6 separate regions of the Mus musculus genome follow, and regions 1, 2, 4, 5 and 6 are each linked to region 3. Evidence: chromatin contacts called from public HiCAR-type and promoter capture Hi-C data. All regions are on one chromosome and are shown on one strand. Each heading gives the region's core, a stretch centred on a gene start, on an enhancer-like site or on the middle of the called end of the contact. The rest is flanking DNA. Distances are from core to core; before and after follow the strand shown. Region 1 holds the start of Chac2 (ChaC, cation transport regulator 2). Region 2 has its middle 97 kb from the start of Gm25387. Region 3 holds the start of Ppp4r3b (protein phosphatase 4 regulatory subunit 3B). Region 4 holds the start of Erlec1 (endoplasmic reticulum lectin 1). Region 5 holds the start of Gpr75 (G protein-coupled receptor 75). Region 6 overlaps Psme4 (proteasome (prosome, macropain) activator subunit 4).

Region 1 (3,042 bases), core at 493-2,992, 1.8 Mb before region 3:
AGCATTTTCCTCTAGTATTGCTGAAGATCAAAAGCAGAAATCCTCATAAATGGGCAATCGCCCAACATTTCTAGACTTATTCCTCCATAAAGAATCAGAATGGTTGAAGTGAGAAATAGCACTAACTCAACAGATGATAGTATTTCTTAGAATGTTTGACCTCTTGGAGAGATGCATTAAACAAGTTTCTCCCCAGAAAAATGCAAATCCAAGCCAAATTTTCTACAGTTTAAGTAGTAACTGCTTCAACACTTTCAAAAGTCTGTATTTGAGTTCAGTGTTTGGAACCTTTATCTAGAGTGTGTATTTTAAAAATCCCTATAACTTAGGAGGAATTTTTTTTTTGCTTCCTTACTATTTATATCACTATAGCAACATTTAGGACATCAGCTTGCTTTTCAGTGGGGTGCCAATCAAAGACAAAAAACAAAGCTCTGTTCTTTTTGGGGGGAGGGAGTGTATATATATCACTTAATTTTCAATTTTTGAGAAATTCAAATACATAAAATATTATAATCTTAAGAATACAAAGAACACAACCCAAAGGAAGACTAAGAAAATATGTTTCCCAATAGTCAACAGTGGTTCTACATATTTTCCCACTAGTGTTTTTATCTAAAATTTAAGGTGTCCTGCCATAGTTCTGCAAGAATAGAACTGTCTGATGGGGAGGCAATGAAAATACTTAAGAGTTAAGAAGGAAATCCAGGAAAAACAATACATTTTAAACTAAATATAAGAATTCTCCTCAACCATCCAAATTAAGTGTTCAGTAAAGAATATTCATTATCCTCAAAGTTTCTTATTAAACAAAACAGCAGCCATTCACCTGAGAAAAGAAAAGGATTCTATAAGCAGCACTGTAAAAGCCACTGGTGAAGTAATGTAATGGGAGAGTGCACCTGCTCGTCTCTGAGCCTCCGAGATTAAGACTGAACAAACTGTTCTTTGAAGTTTAAATAAGTGGTAGGTTTCAAAAGTGAGAAAAATGGCTGAGGTGCCTACTTAACATCATAATAGGCACTGACTGCCAAGTTCTTCCTGCATCCTTCGGTCCTGATCTATTTCAGGACCCTCCTGCTGGCATACCCCAACCCCTACTCTAAACTTTTCCATCCCTAGGGCTGGGCTGACCTTCTAGCAGCAGCCCTTTCCTATATAATCCAACCAAATCCCTTTTGAGCCTCCAGGCTGCTGCACCTAGTCCCTCTCTCTCATCTTTCTTTCCCTCCCTCTTCTCACATGGCACAGCTCAGTTTGGTCCTGCCCACTGTGAACTGTTCCAGATGTCTCTTACTGTATAAAAACCTCTCTCCTTCATCATGCTTAAACAGTCCCGTTCTTCCCCCCCTCCCCCCAATCTGATAAGCAACTTCCATTAGAATCCAGTTGCTTTTTCACACACATAAAACTACTGTTTTGCTTCTATTTAAAAGCAAAGGACACAGGACTTGGTCATACAGATATTATACTTCCGGGATCTGCCACTCTGGCTGCTGTTTGATGTGGGCAGCTAGCCAATTTTCAAAGCACAACAAAATGACTACGTGCTAATTGTGGTGCCCTATAAGACAGGAGTCCTGCCTTTTCTCCTCTTTCAATTCTCACTAGAAAAAAAGGTGGGAGGGGTGCTGCTCCAACTCGAGAGTCGTAAAACTCTAAAGAATTGTGGGTAATGTAGTCCCCTGCCTCCCATTCCCTACCCCCACCCCTCCCGCACCATAGAAGCTCTGAAAACCCAGTGTGCTTTGCGCCGCACATCAGGCGAAGCCAGAGCGCCTGGCACTGCCCCAGCAGCCGGTTACTCCCCTCGGTAGCAGTCTCGTTCTGAAGTCCGAGTGCCGGTCAGGGTCCAGAAAGATGTGGGTGTTTGGTTATGGGTCCCTCATCTGGAAGGTGGACTTCCCCTACCAGGACAAGCTGGTTGGTTACATCACAAACTACAGTCGGCGCTTCTGGCAAGGTAGCACGGACCACCGCGGGGTCCCAGGCAAGGTAAGGAGCCAGCGCCTCATGCCCACCTACCCAGCAGAGCACTGGAACAGGATAAAGCTCTCAACTTCATTGGCCACCTGCCCTTGCCTCTCTCAAGAAGTGGATATCCTTAGGCCGCTTCAGAAGCCAGTAATTAGTTTCTAAAGCAGAAAGCACGGGCACAGGGAGCTCGCCCAAGGCTGAAGTGGCCAGGACAGCACCCTTATCTTGGCAACCTCTGCCACCCCACAAAATAATAAAGTTGAATTTTCATGTCACCACATGGTCAGTGTGTAAATTCGTTGATATGTCTATATTATGCCAGGTTTTTACTGGTCTGAATTTATATGTGCCTGTAAATTTCCAATTTATGTTTCCAATGTTTTAGTTTTAAAATGCCTAAGATCATGAAAGAACTAGTTTCCAGTCATTCCAATTTTTATGCCCATGGTGATTTTTTGATTGAGAGGTATAAGCAAAGTTATGTGAGGTTTGCAGTTCGTTCTGAGTAATGAATTGAAAATCTCCATTATTTGAATGTTCCTTCTCCATAGTTCTCTTGAATTATTAATGTAAATACAAATCATTGGATCTGTTTTTCAGTTCGGTCATATAAAGCATTCAGCTCTCCAGGGGTTCAGAGTGTTAGAAGCAGCTCACTATTTGCCTTGGCTACAAAAAAAAAAAAAAAAAAAAAAAAAAAATCTGTGGAAAAAAAAAGTTAAACAAGTATGAACTAGTAACTTGTTTGGTTAATATCTAACCTTTGGTTTTGAATGTTCCTGTGTTCTCCAACATACTCTTAAAATTAGCCTAGTCTGCTGGTACAAAATTGTAATCCAAAAGAATATCACAAGTTCAATACTGGCCTGGACCTCAAGCTCAGAAACAAGTCTGGGAATATAGCTTAGTAGTAGAGTTCTTACCTAGTGCATGCAAGGCCCTGCCCGAGTTCAATTCCCAGCACCATTTTTAAAAAATACTCTAAAGCATAATATTCTGAAATACTGGAAACCAAGTATCAGAAGAGATTTTAGGAAAGGGAAAGATCACAGTGTGTACCTGCTC
Region 2 (3,341 bases), core at 499-2,998, 2.0 Mb after region 3:
TACAGAGACATAGTTTGGAGCTGAGACAAAAGGATGGACCATCTAGAAACTGCCATATCCGGAGATCCATCCCATAATCAGCTTCCAAACGCTGACACCATTGCATACACTAGCAAGATTTTATCGAAAGGACCCAGATGTAGCTGTCTCTTGAGAGACTATGCTGGGGCCTAGCAAACACAGAAGTGGATGCTCACAGTCAGCTAATGGATGGATCACAGGGCCCCCAATGGAGGCGCTAGAGAAAGTACCCAAGGAGCTGGGGTGGTCTGCAACCGGATAGGTGGAACAACAATATGAGCTACCCAGTACCCCCTCCCCCAGAGCTCTTGACTCTAGATGCATATGTATCAGAAGATGGCCTAGTCGGCCATCAGTGGAAAGAGAGGCCCATTTGTCGTGCAAACTTTATCTGTCTCAGTACAGGAGAACGAGGGCCAAGAAGTGTGAGTGGGTGGGTGGGGAATGGGTGGGGGACTTTTGGGATAGCATTGGAAATGTAAATGAAATAAATACCAAAAAAAAAAAAAAATGAATAGAAATAGTCCAGGAGTTACTAGCCTCAGGCATATTTCCTCAACAAGTATATAAAGCAGCCACATTCTTTAAATTATCACAAGAACAGTTTCTAGACCACCTAGCAATGTTATTCAGGTTTACCTCCTCTATCTTCAGCACCATTGTCTTTTATGTTCCTCCTAAGATGGCCCATTTATCATGCTTAAAACATTCAACTAGTTTTCTAGCCCAAAGTCCCAAAGTCTTCAGCATTCCTTAAATAAATAGCATGGTCAGACCTACCACAGCAATAACCTGATCTCTAGTACCAGTTTCTGTCTTAGTAGTCTATTGCTGTGAAGAGACACTATGTCCACAGCAACTCTTATAAAAAGAAAGCATTTAAGTGAGCTTCCTTCATGTTTCAAAGGTCTAGTCCATTTTCATCATGGCAAAAATCATAGAGTCATACAAACAGACATAGTGCCAGAGAAGTAGCTGAGAGTTCCATATCCTGATAGCTGGCAACAGGAAGAGAGAGACACTGGACCTGGCTTGTGATTTGAAACCTTAAAGTCCAACCTTCAATGACACACTTTCTCGAACAAGGTAGTATCTGCTAATCTTGCTCAAGTAGTGCCACGTCCTATTGAACAATTATTCTAATCTATGAGCCTATAGGGGCCATTCTCATTCAAACCACTACACACAGTGAAACAGAGGGGGGCAGAAATGGAACTTATGCAGAAACCAAGGGTTTCAGGCAGCCAACAAAAGACATGGAATAGGGAACCTACCTCAAGGAATCTTGAGAGTGTAAGACACTGACCTTTTGTCAATGGTACTTACTTTGAGATGCCCAAAGAGATATGCAGATCTATGCAAAACAAAGAGGTTTATTTTTGGGTATATCAGGGTCGACCTTCAATTAGTCCATCAAGGCAAGTTACTAAGAAAGTGACCCCAAACAACTATTATGAGCAGTTTTTATATTTTTTAGGTTCACAGGTTTCATCAGCAAGGTTATAGTTCAAACTTGTTGTCTAAGCATATAGACCTTTAAATCTATTGGCTAGCAAGCATGACAGGCATTTGAACTCTACCTGAGACTTTCCAGAGGCTCAAGTAATTATCAGTCAGTACATTCTGAGATTGTTTTACTCAGGAATGTTCCTGTGGGTGGAGAATGGAACTTGGACTAGCCTTGACTCCAGGCAGGAGGGGGAAGTGTTAAGGAGGGTGTGGGACTGGAAAACCCCTTAGGGTCCCTCAAGGAAATCAACACAGCTGACATCCTAATGGTGAGCTTCAGAATGTCTGTAATGAGAGAATAAATTCCTGTTGGTTTAAGCTGTGAGGAGTGCGGCAATTTGTTAAGGTATATACAGGAGATTTGTGCTGAAGGAAGGGAAACAGCATCGTGACAGAACACAAGCCTTGATGCATAGCAATTTCAGTTCATGATAATCTGGAGATTCAACCTGGGTAGCAGCTCAGATGTCTTCTGACAAGCTATAAAAATCAGATTTTGTGGCAAGAAAGGAGGATCACTGAATATCAGTATGATTTCTGTGTTGGGATGGAAATAAAAGACAAAAAGTCTGACAAAGAAACTGTCATAGTAGCTTAAGAGAGAACAGCTGGAATAATGATTGACATCAGGGCTTGAAAACAAAAGAGCAGAAATAAATAACATAATAGATAGATAGTGTCAGCACAGGAAGTAGTTTGTGGCTGTTGCTATTCCAGAGAAAATAAGCAGGGATTTGTACTTTAATGTTTCAAAGTAGCAAATTGTCTGGTTTATATATCGCTCCAACTGGCAAGCGGCACTTGCTGTTTGTAAAATATAAAGAATCATAAAATTCTACAAAGTTGTTATGAGAGACCAAATCTTTTTTGATTTTTTTAAAAAAAGATTTATTTATTTATCTATTTAAAATCTATTTATCTATCTATTTATTTATTTATCTATTTATTTAATGTATATGAGTACATCATTGCTTTCTTCAGACACACCGGAAGAGGGCATCAGATCCTATTACAGATGGTTGTGAGCCAACACTTGGTTTCTGGGAATTGAACTCAGGACCTCTGGAAGATCAGTTGCTGAGCCATCTCTCCAGCCCCGAGAGACCAAATCTTAAATTCAGACTTCATTTCAGAAAACTTGAACTCAGGTAAACTAAAAGGCATTAGTTTTCAATTTACTCCCCAACAAAACCTAGAAACTCCAGTTTCTATAGCTAATCCCCAACAAATCCAGCATTTCCAGGTTAATTTCAACAACCCTGTCCCCCTGACTAATAACCATCAACACAAAGAGAAGTGAAGTGAAGTTTATGGTTTGACTCCCAGTATCAGTCAGTTTACACTAAAGGACATGGTAGCTCTCCAGTTAGATGCTTGCCAGGCTAGAAACACCCACTGGCCTCTTGCTGCTTTCTATAAAACTTTAGATATTCCCTACTCCTTTCTACCAAATTTGTTCCACATGTTGGCAGTGGCCTGGGGAACCTGAGCTAGTGGAATAAAGATCCTGCTGTGATTTGCATCAGATCAGCTCCTGTCCACTTTGGGGGGTTCACTAATACAACAGTTAAACTATTTGTTACACACTTACCTTTTTATATACGTAATATCTTCCTTTACCGTCTTTCCTTGAAAAATATTAGTGATTGTTTTCTGCCAAACAACTGCTGCAGATTTTTTTCTATGCCCCCTGTGCCCCCTGAGAGGCGTTGATGAGTTTTGGCATGGAGTATGCTGCTTGATTCTACTGGAGCTCTCACAGAGGTGCTCTTAGCTTGAATTGTATTATTCATAGAATTTCAGATGAAGTA
Region 3 (3,128 bases), core at 38-2,537:
TCCTAATGAGGGACTCTGCACTAGTACAACATTTGCCCAAAATGATCTAAGATTGCTATTCTTTTATTTCTTGAATGCATTAGCTGTTCCAGTTGGGCAGCTCTTGAGTATATATAAGTAGTAGCTTTTTTATTATGGCTGTCAGTTTTTAATATTAAAATGGTTTCTATGAATTCTGCAATCAACAAATACAACTTCACAGTCCGCTTTAGTTTTCTAACTTGCCGAGATTGTGGAACCCACTTTTTCACTCCCTACAACGGCAGCCTTGGAGGGATCAATCAATAAATATGTACGTGCTTGTGTGTTTCGTGGCAACAGTCTGTAGTAACTCCAAGAGAAAGTCCGTTTTAGTTTTCCCCAGCACCTGGCGATTGGAACAACTGAAACTTGTTTTTAAGGCAGAGTTTCTCTAAACCTTTTATGCTACATAGGTACAACCGACAGGACTGTACCTAAAGCGGCTCGGGAGTCGGGGGTCATCTCATGGGCGATATTCCTACCTGGTCTTCTACTGACTTCCCACTCATACATTCTAAACCTCAACTACCGGGTTGGGATGGGGGGGTGGGGGGGGGGGGAGAAGGAGTCAAATCCTCAATAGGGATGGAGGCGGAGAACTGCGAGTTCACGTCTGACAGAGAGTAAATCCAGGCCCAGCAGTTTGTTTTTATCGTAAAGAAGGGCAGGCTCAAGACCAATGCGCTGTCCCTAGTGGTGCTAGTCAGAATACAGTACCGGAGCGCAGCGCTTAACCCTCAGGTTGTGCCGCAACCGATGCACTATCCCCTACCCCACCGTTCCAATACCCTTACCGTCGGACTCGGCACGAACCAGCAGCGACATCCCCTTGAGCTCCTCTACGTAAGTGGAGGAGACGTGCCCGGTGCCTCGGTCGTCCCATTGCCGGTCTTCGTTAAGGGTATAGACCTTCACTCGCCTCCGTGTATCCGACATGGTGGCTTCTGGCCCCACCGTTCCAGCCGCCACCTCCTCGCTCACCTCGCCGGTATCCCTCACTCTTGAGAGCCGGTAGTGGCGGCAGCGGCGGTGGTGGCAGCGACTCTGGAGAGGCCCGAGTTTACCATGGCTCTAAAGGTTTAGCCGCGAGAAGGGGTGACCAGAGCCACCGAGAGCCCTCCGCTCGTGGTCTCCGCTACCCCTCCCTTCACCGCGGCGCACAACCACTCTCCCTTCCTTTTGCGTCCCGGAGCTCGCTCGCTCTCCCGCTGCCGCCGCCCGCCGCGGTTACTACTACAGATCCGCCATCTTGTAACCCGACTCTCTGCCTTTCTCTTCCTCTTCCAGCAGGTTCGTACGGGCTGCCCTAGCAGGGGCTACGGCGGCCGACGAGCCCAACGCACAGTACCTTTACCTCCGAACACACTTCCGGAGAGTCAGACCTCGGCGATCTCGCGAGGAGTGCGCCGCCGAGGTGAGCCGGCCAAGGAGGGACTTCCTCCTCTTTCGGCCCCGCTTCCTGATTCGGGAATCTCAGTTGGGCGGGGAAGTCCCGCGAGCTTTTCTACCTGCGCCGGGAGGAAGCGTGTGTAGAAGGTTGCCTTGGCGATGGAGTTGCCGAGTTGTTCTTCGGGATTTGTAGGGCTGATGTTGGTCATGTGGCGGGTTGTCAACTCTGGACTTGCTCTCAGCAGAACAGAGCCAGGCTGAGAAGTCCGAATGCGTGCACAGGACTAGAGTGAAGCCAAGTGTAGGGACTCAGGCTGACAGCCCGAAAAGGACTGAGACGGGGTGAGGGTGTTCGAGTCATTCGTGAAGACGATGGGAGGTCGAGCCTTCACCCACTAAAATCCGTTATAGAATCTGCGAGGCTTCTGCCGGGAAGGTGTTCCATGGCCACGATGAGCAGTGGGCGATCTAATGTTCCACAAACGCGTTGACAGTTCCTATTTCCCGCCGAAGCGTTCTTCCGTTAGCCGGGTACCACGGACCATTAAAAGGTTCAGAGAGACCGGCGGCAGCGACGAGGCAAGCACAGGCGTACAGCCTCACAATCCTCGGGGAGCTCTCAGCTTCATGTGCCGCAAGAACGGTTTCCAGCGTGAAGTTAACGTCGCTCAGAGCGTGACGCTCGCCCGAAGGCATCCGCTCCCAGCGTAGTTCTGCCGCCTCTCCGTTCTCTTATATGGTCCCTCAACTCTTGGCTCTAACCTGAAAGGTGAACACGGGGCAGGTGCACATGTTGATCCCGCGGTGTATTTCGGGAGTTGTAGTCATCACCATGCTTGTCAAAGTGTGCTTATGATTTGACGAGGTTAGGCGGCAACTCATGTTTAAAAGGGTGTCTTATGTACATAGTCGCTTGATTGAAAAGGATTTCAAAATTTGAACTATCATTGCGATTCTTTAAATGTATGAGGGACCAAGAAAATTAGCCTGGTCTGCTGTCATTTGCCTGTAACGACTGCATATGGAAATTGCAGCCTATGGTATGTAACAGGATTCTGCCTATGATAAAAGGACGTGAATCACTATACATAAGTCCCTGATAATCTGTGACTGATATGGACAAAATGTACTTTGAACCAGGGAAAATATGACTTGTTTGGGGAAGGCCATAGAAAGCTTTCCAGAGTCAGTGTTTTAGCCCAATGTTAGAGGACACCCAAGGATTTGTCTAAGCATCCTTTTCATTGCCCACTCTAAAGGAGAAAAGAACGTTGGCAAGAGCACTGGATAGATCCTGGAAGCCCACTCAGCCTTTAGGACAGAAATTTCAGGTGCCCAGAGCATTCTCTGTAGAATGTTTTGGTCAGGGTCCATCCAGCTTATGCTGTAGTCTGGAAGCATCACTGTGCCATAGCCATACCTTCCCCCAGAGTCTTTTACAAGGAAACTACAACTCCAAAAGGTTGTAGCCCAAATGAGCCCCTGATGTCCTTGATCTTTACAAGTAATACCTTTATATGTGAAAAAATTAAAATGGCAAAGAACTTCTGCAATGCAAGGTAAGTCTCTTCAGCTCCCGCTTCCCGCTATTCTCCAGAAAACAGTGACTATATCACTCCCCACTAGATCCCCTCTCATTCTCACTGTGTGTGAGGTTAGACTGGGGGCAGTTCCTTGGTGTGTGTCCTATACATTTGTACATTTGATTTAATGCTGCT
Region 4 (3,151 bases), core at 608-3,107, 1.8 Mb before region 3:
GACCATTTCTCTAGCCCCTAGTTCATAATTATTCATTTGTAGTATCTCAATGATAGAAAATGAGATACAAATGACAGGAGCCCATTTACTCTCTAGCTTACCAATCCCAATGCCTGACACACATTAAACATTATGATGAGCTAATGCAATGAACAAAACATCAGTTCTAGAACAATATTGTTTTAATAGTGTGAGTCTTTACCTTAAAGAAAACTTACAAAGCTGAAAAACGGACTGCTCTTCCTGCTTTTTGATTTGGTTCAAATTTGAGTGTGGGGATATGACAGCCAGCCTTAATCTAGTGGCACTATGTTTTTACCCACTGAAAAATGAACTGCTCTATCTCAGTCATTAGAGTAGAAGTCCTCTGTGATGACTGACGAAACTTAACGTGGAGCCAGGCTTCCCTTAACTGGCCAATGAGTCTTTTGCTCTGGAATGCCTGGGAGATCCTAATGGATAGATAAGAATCAGACAATGGGGCTATAAAGCATTAAAGGCTGCTTGCCTTTTGTAAAACTTACTATCGCTTTGGGGAAGGGATAAAATGGTTTTTTTTTTTTTATTACTGTATAATGAGAAAGTAAGAAACAACTGAGAGAAGTGAGACAATTTTCCTGATCAGATGTAGACTCCATGGATATCAGTAATCCATGTAATTCAGATGTCCTCCTTAAAGCCCCACCTTAATTCACCTTTTGCATGGTGGGCTGTATTTGCTCTATGGCTCCCTTCCTTCTGCCAACAGTAAGAATAAGTTCATTTAGTCTAAATTTGAATTGAGTCTAAGTCTCTTCTCCCAGTGGATTTTAACACCACAACATGGGCAGTCCTTACCAAATGTTCTATGGCAAACACTGTAAAATTATTACACAGGAGATGAAAAAAAATGTGGACATTATTTTCTTTTTTCAAGAAGGGGACAAAAACCAAAACTTTCTGTCTATATTCAGTCTGCTGTAACTTGATTCATAACTTCACATTCACCTGGCTCTGGCCTTGACATAAACTTTCTGGACTTAAGTAAAATAACAACAGTCCAACACTTGAGTCAAGGGAGGGAAAACTTCTCCTGAAGTAAAAATGCAGGACTGTACGCGCCTAGCCACCCAACAAATCTATGCCAAAGTCGAAGGACGTGGCAGGTGTCACTGGGGGTGTCCCCAAACACACAGCATCTGAGACAGACGTGACAACAGTCGCCATCAAAAGAAACTAAGAGAAGCTTCTGGAGAGAAGATGGAGAGTGCAAATAGCAAAAGACTGGAGGGTAGGCAGCTCAGTCGGAACTGTAAGTTCTACTTCGACTCTGCACAGCTCGGTTCTCTACTTGCTTTCTGAGAGCGGGCCGCCGCCCACTCACCCCCAAATCCCGAGAGTCCCTAGCGGCTGGACTGAGCGCGCGGGCCAGGACTCACCTGGCCGGGCCGCTTCGTCCAAGCGCCGTCTCCAGACCCGTTCAACCGGCGTCAGTCCCGGGCCTCTGCGTTTGAGTCCAACCGCTAGGATGCTACAGCAGCAACGCAATGCAACGCGACCCAAGCGCGGGCTTCCGTAGGCCACCGACTCAACAACCCCGGATGTTGATGTGCTGCCTGCCCCGGAAGCGGTGGCCCCAAGCCCTTGTAAGGCGGAGGCGGCTTTGCCCAGCCGTCTGCAAGGAGACGTGGCGGCGGCGGTTGGGTCCCCTGCACTAAGGACGCTTTGTAGTACCTCCTCTTCTTCCTCCTCCTCCTCCTCCTCCTCCTCCTCCTCCTCCTCCTCCTCCTCCTCCTCCTCCTCCTCCTCCTCCTCCTCCTCCTCCTCCCCCTCCTCCTCCCCCTCCTCCTCCCCCCCTTCCTCCCCCTCCTCCTCCCCTCCTCCTGTTCTCCTCTGGTAGAGGAGGTTGTGACGGTGGCTGGAGGACGCGGCAATGGAGGAAGGAGACGGCGGCTTGCGGAGCCTGGTCCCCGGAGGGCCACTGTTGCTGGTTCTGTACGGTCTCCTGGAGGCGTCCGGCGGCGGCCGAGCGCTGCCCCAGCTCAGCGACGACATCCCCTTCCGAGTCAACTGGCCTGGTACCGAGTTCTCTCTGGTCAGTGCCCTCACGAGCCGCAGCCTTCTCCCCTCTTTCTGGCACGAAGCATTCGGGCCAGCCCTCGATTCCTTAGCTTTTTCTTCCAGAACCTTTTTTTCCCAAGCATTTATCGACCCCAAGCCTAAGTGTGTTCGTTCATTCATTAATTCGTTTAGCACACTAAGTGGATATGCCCTCCATACTAACTAGGAGATCAGCGGTCACTTCATCTCCCTCCTTTAAATCTCATTACGTTAGATCTGGCTTCTCTACAGCCCCACTCTGTGGAGGAAGTTTTAGAATTAACTAGCACATCACCCTACCCGCACAACCGTCCAACAGACAGGAGTCCCATCTCTATTCATTCTTTCTCTCCAACACACACTTAAAAACGACGTATACAGCTTCTGAGAATCTTTTCCCTTAAGGCATTTGAGAGGGCTATTTGGTTTGGAAGATATTAGTGAGCTTATATGCGGAATACTACTGGCCATGCAGAATAGACTAGAGGCTTGAATGTATTACCACTATTATTTAGGACTCTAGAACATGAGATTAAAAAGGATTTTATGATCGTTAATTAATGTGTATTGTGTAAAAAGGCAAGAATGAAAGAGCCAGTGGCTGTGAGGCTCCCAATGTGAGAACTGGGAACTGTACTCACCCCTCCGAGAAGAGTAATAATGTGTTTTTAATTTCTGTGGCATCTCTCCAGTCCTAGAATACGAGATTTTGGTGTATAATCTAACAAGAATGGAAATTCAGTTTTGAATGATTGTAGTGCTGAAATGTCTATCCATGTGTAACTACTACAGACAAATTTACCACACACCTAGATCTGGATTCCATTGCCAGCACCGCCAAAAAAGTAAACAAGTGCAAACTAGAACTTAAACAGATCCGCCTGCCACGGCCTCCTGAGGGCGGGGCTTAAAGGTGTGTGCCACAATGTATAGCCTCAATGTATGTATTAATTAGCATTTAAACTTCAATCTATTGCCTTACTAGTTTTCTTTTACAGCCCAAACTTTATCTTTTCTGTTAGATAGGACAACAGTATACAGTTTTTAATTTCCTCCTTATCATTTAAAGATG
Region 5 (3,341 bases), core at 126-2,625, 1.7 Mb before region 3:
ATTAATATACATCTGATTACAGTTGCGGAAGGATGTTGAGGTAACTGGAAGCAAGAACGAGGAACTCCTAACAAATTGCTTAGTGTCAACTCTTAGTAAAATATGGATGTGGCCTTTAATCTCAGTGTTCATGAGGCAGAAGGAGGCAGATTTCTGAGTTGGAGGCCAGCCTGATCTACACAGTAAGCTCCAGGCCAGCTAAGGCTACATAGTGACACTCTGTTGCAAAACAAATAAACAAAAAAATATGTGAAAAGCTGGATGTGGTAGCCTGTAATCTCAGTCTCTCAAGAGCATAAAGGCAGTATCACCTACTTGAAAGCCAGCCTGAGGGAAGGAGGGAGGGGGTCATGAGTAGGTGTAGGGAGGGACAGGGGGAAGAGAAGGCGGGAGGGGGGAGGGGCGATGGGTCTCTAATACTGTGCTGTTTGTTTGTTTGTTTTATTCCCATTCTAAAAGTTGACGGACTGAGGGAGCTGAAGGGCAAGACCAACAGAATCAACTAACCCGGATCCCTAGGAGCTCACAGAGATTATTAATTTTTGAAGCAAACGTTAGGACACTTACAAGTTAACTCATGACCTTGATTATTTCATTGTATTCCAACCCCAAATAAATGCCGAATTTCTTCATGGAAGGCTTTTTTTTTTTTTTTTTTTTTTTTTCCACAGCCCTCACACAAAACTAAGTTCTGTCCCATTCCCACTAATTTGAATGGATCTAGAAAAGCACGGGGAGGCTAAATAACTTGCCCAAGGTCAGTGAGATATTTCAAACCTCCCATTGTTTCTAATCACCTGAACTATCTATCCATTGAGGCTAATAGCTGATGGGGTGGGAAAGATCTGGGTCTCTGGTGGAGGGATAAGGAGTCTGTGGAGCACTGCGTACTATCGTACTATTGACTAAAGGAGTAGGAGATTGCAGGTTTATCCCCAACTGTGATTGGTAACGGGTAGGGGGCTCCCTAGAACTGGAGGAAACACAGGCCTAGGCTAGTCCAGGGATGCTTGGACTCCGCCTGGATGCAGGCAGTGGGTTGTGGTCTGTGTAGAGCTTACAGCAAGGCTGCACAGGAACACAGGTGCGCAACCTACCAGGCCAGGCCAAGCTTAGCCTTCTCCCCGCTCCCGCTCGCCTCACAACCCTGGTGTGATCCTCCCGGTCTGGGCTTGCGGCCTCTCACCTACCAGCTGGCCTCAGCGCCGCCCTTCCTCCTCCGTGTCGCAGTAGTGACCCTATCTGTGCCCGGTGGCCTGGAAGCTGCCGGGCTAGAGTCATCATCGCCATCGCTGCCGCCTCCGCGCATCCCGGGAGCCTAGGCGAGCCGGGCGCGCGGCGCAGTCACCGAACCCGGGGCGCGGCCCCTCCCTCTGACCGTGGCCGCCCCGCCTGCTCGGCACCCTCCCTGCCTGCCCGCCTCAGCCTAGTGGGAGTGCGCTCCGATATGCCAGGGCTGCCTGTGAATTGGCCACTGACCGCTGATACACAGCAAGGAAAAAATGAAAACCAGAGATGCCAGGCAGGAGGAGACAGCTGAGAGTGCCTGCGGAGAGCCTTCAAGCTGATCTCCTTGGCTTTCTAACTAGGCTGTCAGTTCCAGTTTAATAATTAAAGTCATTATGACAAATTGAATCGAACCAATTTCAACACACATATGTGTCTTAGGTCATAGTAAGTACGTGGTTGATGCAAAGTTAAAAAAACAAACAAACAGGTACTATTAAATACCGTGTTGGGTGTAAAAATCTTGAGAAGCAATAGTGTAATTCAGCTAGTCCTGTTTAAAACACCAGCATAAACCATTAGAGCGTTGCTTCTCATCTCCCAAAGTCAATATGTCTAAAACAACAAACCCACTTTAGCTTATATAAGAAACATTCCTAAGTATGTTGTTATGGGCAAACATACCCTGTTAACTCCTTCAGGATTTTAACCTGGTTAATTATGATCTTCTACTTTTCTAATCTCATCCAATACTTAAGAAATAGAGAATGCTATTCAAATGTCCCCCCCCTTTTTTTTTTTGGTTAGAAATCAAAGACTTTGATTCCATCCAGGTGAAATATTTCGTGGCACCATTGCCACTACAACCCCTTTCCGTTTTCTGTTAAGTTTCCTTTATACTTAATGTAATTAAGTATAAAATATAATAATACTAATACAATTCTATTAATTTTCCCATTTTTTACTAAGAAACATGTTGAAGGGATTTGTGAAATCCGAACTATGTTTAGGAAAAAAAATGCTCAAGAAAAACCCCCAACTAATTTTCACATAAATCATGTTCTACTCCCCAGACACTTGGCAATATACTGGTTCTAAGATGTTGTTGGTAAAGGTAACACTGGGCCCTAGAAACATTTGAAGAAAAAAAACACGAATTAGCAGTTAAGAGTGGGAATTCTGACCCAAATTATATGTCTCTCCAAATACATTAAATACTGCCTGTATAATTTCCATTTGGACATAAACGATAACAAAATGTTCAGGCTGAACTACTAGTAGCCATCAGTAGTACATACACCTGAGAGAAACCAACCTCATACTGAGAAAGACAAAGGCTCCACCAATGTTTGTGGGGTTATAAGGCAACACAAAATAATAACATGCACAAAATATGGCAGCAAGGATACTGGATAAAAACAGTGGCATACCAATAATGCAAAAGGCAAAGTCTGTAAAAGTTAATCATGGCTAACAATATGCTAGCACGTGAACAGGCAATAAACCCAGCTTTCCAGCACAATCTTATGGATGGCATGCAAAATAAGGAGCATTCTGGGAAAGTGCACATCAAGGCCAATAAAATGTCCACATTCACTGGGCAGGATGGCAAACAACCATCATTAGGAGCTCCTGGCTTAAATATTCCTTGGATGCTCCAATATAAGAAAAGCTTTCAAGTGTGAATTCCACGCCCTGCCCTCGTACTGGGGTTGAACTCAGGGATGCTACTGTGCTATGCAAGGCCTCGACTGCTAGGCTACACCAGTCCCTCACCTCAGTCACATTAATAGTAAGGAAAATGTCCTTCTAAATATGATTTAGAAAGGCTTCAAAGTCTATTCAGAAACTGAAGACTAGAGCTTATAAATGTTTTCTACTTTCCTTACTCAGCAAAGCTCACAGGAACCTATGCTCGCTGAAGTCCAGCCAACAATAGCTGTCTAATATTGTCATCCATCTCTCTGCTCCTGACCAGCTTATCTTTGTTTTTTGTTGTTGTTGTTTGCTTTTTGTTTGTTTGTTTGTTTCGAGACAGGGTTTCTCTGTGTACCTTGGCTGTCCTGGAACTCACTCTGTAGACCAGGCTGGCCTCAAACTCAGAAATTCACCTG
Region 6 (3,120 bases), core at 578-3,077, 1.6 Mb before region 3:
TCCTGTAACTTGTTACCAACTCAAGGGTTTTAGAGTGTGATTTCATTCATATAAAAATCAATTCCAACCGATCTTCCACATAAGGCCTGTACCATGGAATTTATGCTCTTTATTCAGAAAAGGGTACAATCTCTCTAACCTGTGATATCTGTATAGTGACCTTTTGTGATTCTTGTAATCTCTCAAGATGAAGGGAACAATGTTTCTGTTTAAAAATAAAATAAAAGGTTAAGGCTAGATGCTAATAATTTTTAGAGGGAGTGAGTAATCACTACTTAAGTTCCAATTGTTGGGAATTTATAATACTAAACTGGTAACTCAAACTGTTCATGGTTTTAAAGTGATCTACAGAGTGATTAAGCTTTAGATGGAGTTTCTCACACCCCATTTTCTCTTAAAAATGGTAGTTCATTTACAAAAGGCAGCCATGGGTACACAATGCTTCAGGTTGAACCTAAGAGTCAGACAAATCTGAATTTGAAAATCAAGTCATTGTTCCTAAGAATATAGTATTACAGCTTAGTACTTTTTATCATGGCAAATACCTACCCTCTCATAAAGCTATTTTAAAATTAACTGAGATAATATATTGAAAGCTGTTGGGTAGCTCGGAATTATTTATTAGGCATCACAGCAAATATTAACAACTATTAATTCATGCTTTGCAAAAAGCATTGTACGTGCAACTTCACAGAAACAAAAACTTGTGCACCTTTTACTGCTACAGCAATTTTCCTGCCTATCAATCATGAATTTATGATTCAGGATATAATACCCAGATGAGAAATTTCTTTTCATCACCTTACTATTCTGTACAAAAGTGAATTCTTAAGCTCTTGTTCCAGTTTGAGCCTCATGTAAATTTTTCTCTACACTTCAATTTCCTCATGATGGCACTAATGCTCTCTGATTGTTCCAAGGCAGGACAAGAGAGTCAACCATTTCTGTTCCCAGTTACTAAAAAGTGAATTTCAAAGTCATGGAGGCTGTAACCTGACTCTCCTAGTTCTTTATAACTATCAAGATAAGATTAGCTTTTCTTTTATTTTAAAAAAATTTTAAAGAATCATTTATTTATTTTATGTGTATGAATGTTTTGTCTGCATGTATATGTGCATCACTACATGCCTGGTGACTATGGAAGTCAAAAGCTGGAGCTACATACAGATGGTTGTGAGTCACCATTGTAGGTACTAGGAATCAAATCCATGTCCTGTGGAAAAAGAGGCAGTGCTCTTAAACACTGAGTCATGCCCAAGATTCACTTGTAAACCCCCCCCAACACATGACACATTCAAAATAAAAATAATCCCAGAAATATTCATAGATTCAACTGAACTAAAATTTCTGTCAGACTAACTCTATTTGCTTTTTTTAACATATGAATTGGAAAACAACAATAATGGTGCATTCCTTCTTTCCCTGCCTTAAACTCCTAATTAAATAGTATTCTTTTTTCCCCTAACAATGTATTAAGTCAGTTTTACCTTCTTTCTAAATCTAAACAAACTCATCTTTAGCCAATCAAACATTTTTCATTACCCATCTTTCAAATCTCACACCACTCTGTTAAATGTCACTTTTACAGCCATTAAGATTACTTCATCAGTTACACAGAAGAGACACCATCATCACCATGGAGGCAATGGTAGCACTAACTTTTCATTAAAATTAAAGCATTTTTCTAAAATAAATGTTACTGTAATCACCCTTCCTCTCATGTAAATTTAGCATGATTACTTGAACAATCTGAACTATTCTATGTATGTCCCAGGCAGGGGACGGGATACCCAAGGAGGCCTGAAGAGGGCAGCAGATGCCCTAGAGCTGGAGTTACAGGTGCTAAAAGCCTAACTTGGATCTTCTGAAGAAACATATTCTTTTAATTGCTGAGCCCTTTCTCCTCATAATGTTCCTCAAATGCTGTTTTAGAAATCAATGCAATTCAGTGTTTACTGATGAAATAACTGGTGAAAATGACTTACTGACAGTTCATTGGGGGAATGACTTTCTTCATTTTATTAACTATTAAATTTTGGGTCCAGATCATTAATGAGTAATAAGAAACCCCAGAGTAGAATATGTTATTTCCATGTTGTAAACAGGTAAAGGTAAGAATAAAAGACTTATGTGATCATAAATTGCCCTTTGTAAACCAAGTGTATTGACACATGCAATTCCAGCCCTAGGGAAGCAGTAGCAGAGGAACTGTGAGTTTGAGGCCACTGAGCTATATATAGCAAGACCTGTAGTGGAAGGGGTTGATTCCCTAATTGGTTCTTGATTGTGTCAATAAAGGAGGGAAAAGTCACTTGCTGAATGAAGGGAAAAAAAGGTGGGATTTCCAGGTCCTAGGAGGAAGAGAAGGGACACAGAGAAAAAGGATTCAGACCAGGCTTTGGAGCAAGGGGGAAGCTACAGACATGTAGGTCTTGGGGCCCCTAGAGTTTGCAGTCTCCGCCTACACAATGAGTAGGGGCCAAGGAAGATGGAGGGAGCTAGTTTTAAAAAACGGCCAGCTGGCCCTTGCTGGAGCTGAGTGAGACCAGTGGTGACTGATCACAGAGCCTAGCCTGGAGAGTGGCAGGCAGAGCTCCTGGAAAGGCAGAAGTTTGATTTTTAAAAAATTGCACCCAAAAAGACCTGTCTCAAAAAACAAAAACAACAAAAGCAAATGACCCTTTGTTGAATCAATAGAGGAAGCCAGGCTAGGGTAGATATCAGTGGTACAACACTTACTTAGCAAGTCAAATCCCTGGGCTCAATTGCTAACAACCACAAATGGTAATGGGATAGAGATACACAGGTAATCAAAAACTAAGTACCAAGCCAGGTGTGGTGGCAGGACTGTTGGGAGCTGGAGGCCAGCCTAGGCTACACAACAAGACCCTAGTCCTTCCCCCTCAAAAAAAAAAAAAAAAAAAAAGTAAAAAAAAAAAAGTAAAGAAAGGAAAACAATTTTTTCCTACACGCATATACACTATGAAAAATAGTATGCATGGTAGCCTTAAAATATATAGAGGAAAAACACTTAAAAAGGAAAAATACTTAAAATGTCCTTTTACAAGAACATTAAGTTGTGACAAGACATGAATAGGAAACAGGAGTCAAAAATACAAT

What was found. Promoter capture Hi-C pulls out the DNA fragments that hold promoters and counts their contacts. HiCAR-type assays count read pairs that join an accessible place to other places. Capture Hi-C pulls out chosen DNA fragments and counts their contacts.
Region 1: a contact with region 3 is called in a HiCAR-type map of astrocytes, with 6 times the contacts expected there. The contact joins the promoter of Chac2 here to the promoter of Ppp4r3b in region 3. A contact is called at or near these places in 1 of 39 promoter capture datasets (pre-B cells), 2 of 484 Hi-C or Micro-C datasets (B cells and CD4 T cells) and 2 of 115 datasets of contacts at active chromatin or transcription factors (astrocytes and large pre-B cells).
Region 2: a promoter capture Hi-C map of second pharyngeal arch cranial neural crest shows a contact between it and region 3, with 10 times the contacts expected there. The contact joins the enhancer-like site here to the promoter of Ppp4r3b in region 3. A contact is called at or near these places in 10 of 39 promoter capture datasets (the 3T3-L1 cell line, cranial neural crest, embryonic stem cells and 6 more) and 10 of 115 datasets of contacts at active chromatin or transcription factors (astrocytes, embryonic forebrain, embryonic hindbrain and 5 more).
Region 4: a promoter capture Hi-C map of liver shows a contact between it and region 3, with 6 times the contacts expected there. The contact joins the promoter of Erlec1 here to the promoter of Ppp4r3b in region 3. A contact is called at or near these places in 6 of 39 promoter capture datasets (the C10 cell line, frontonasal cranial neural crest, hippocampal neurons and 2 more), 2 of 484 Hi-C or Micro-C datasets (CD4 T cells and LSK cells), 2 of 115 datasets of contacts at active chromatin or transcription factors (bone marrow-derived macrophages and large pre-B cells) and 2 of 9 other capture datasets (adipose tissue and liver).
Region 5: a contact with region 3 is called in a HiCAR-type map of astrocytes, with 5 times the contacts expected there. The contact joins the promoter of Gpr75 here to the promoter of Ppp4r3b in region 3. A contact is called at or near these places in 3 of 39 promoter capture datasets (hippocampal neurons, liver and pre-B cells) and 2 of 115 datasets of contacts at active chromatin or transcription factors (astrocytes and embryonic forebrain).
Region 6: a contact with region 3 is called in a promoter capture Hi-C map of stem cell-derived epiblast-like cells, with 2.7 times the contacts expected there. The contact joins the enhancer-like site here to the promoter of Ppp4r3b in region 3. A contact is called at or near these places in 7 of 39 promoter capture datasets (3T3-L1-derived adipocytes, HPC-7-derived erythroid cells, cranial neural crest and 4 more) and 3 of 115 datasets of contacts at active chromatin or transcription factors (embryonic forebrain, large pre-B cells and microglia).

What each region holds. Positions count from the first base shown.
Region 1 is chr11:30,985,065-30,988,106 of GRCm38.p6, reverse strand. Chac2 (ChaC, cation transport regulator 2) reads left to right here and starts at 1,742. Exons shown (of 3, transcript NM_026527.3): 1 at 1,742-1,995. The coding sequence starts at 1,861. All of the region lies in intron 1 of Asb3 (ankyrin repeat and SOCS box-containing 3), which reads right to left.
Region 2 is chr11:27,220,513-27,223,853 of GRCm38.p6, reverse strand. No RefSeq gene overlaps it. Among named protein-coding and RNA genes, the nearest start is that of Gm25387, 97 kb to the left of the region's middle. Within about 2 kb of position 1,748, at least 9 of the 459 cell types and tissues checked have an H3K27ac peak or open chromatin away from gene starts, as enhancers often do. A contact at or near this core is called in embryonic stem cells and second pharyngeal arch cranial neural crest, where this site is marked.
Region 3 is chr11:29,171,135-29,174,262 of GRCm38.p6, reverse strand. Ppp4r3b (protein phosphatase 4 regulatory subunit 3B) reads right to left here and starts at 1,287. Exons shown (of 16, transcript NM_134034.3): 1 at 816-1,287. The coding sequence starts at 957.
Region 4 is chr11:30,952,837-30,955,987 of GRCm38.p6, reverse strand. Erlec1 (endoplasmic reticulum lectin 1) reads left to right here and starts at 1,857. Exons shown (of 14, transcript NM_025745.3): 1 at 1,857-2,074. The coding sequence starts at 1,913. Asb3 (ankyrin repeat and SOCS box-containing 3) reads right to left here and starts at 1,590. Exons shown (of 10, transcript NM_023906.3): 1 at 1,419-1,590.
Region 5 is chr11:30,883,392-30,886,732 of GRCm38.p6, reverse strand. It overlaps Gpr75 (G protein-coupled receptor 75), which reads right to left and starts at 1,375. Exons shown (of 2, transcript NM_175490.4): 1 at 1,191-1,375. It also overlaps a transcript of Erlec1 not described here.
Region 6 is chr11:30,798,383-30,801,502 of GRCm38.p6, reverse strand. The region is part of intron 3 of Psme4 (proteasome (prosome, macropain) activator subunit 4); the gene reads right to left. Among named protein-coding and RNA genes, the nearest start is that of Psme4, 28 kb to the right of the region's middle. Within about 2 kb of position 1,827, at least 10 of the 459 cell types and tissues checked have an H3K27ac peak or open chromatin away from gene starts, as enhancers often do. A contact at or near this core is called in stem cell-derived epiblast-like cells, where this site is marked.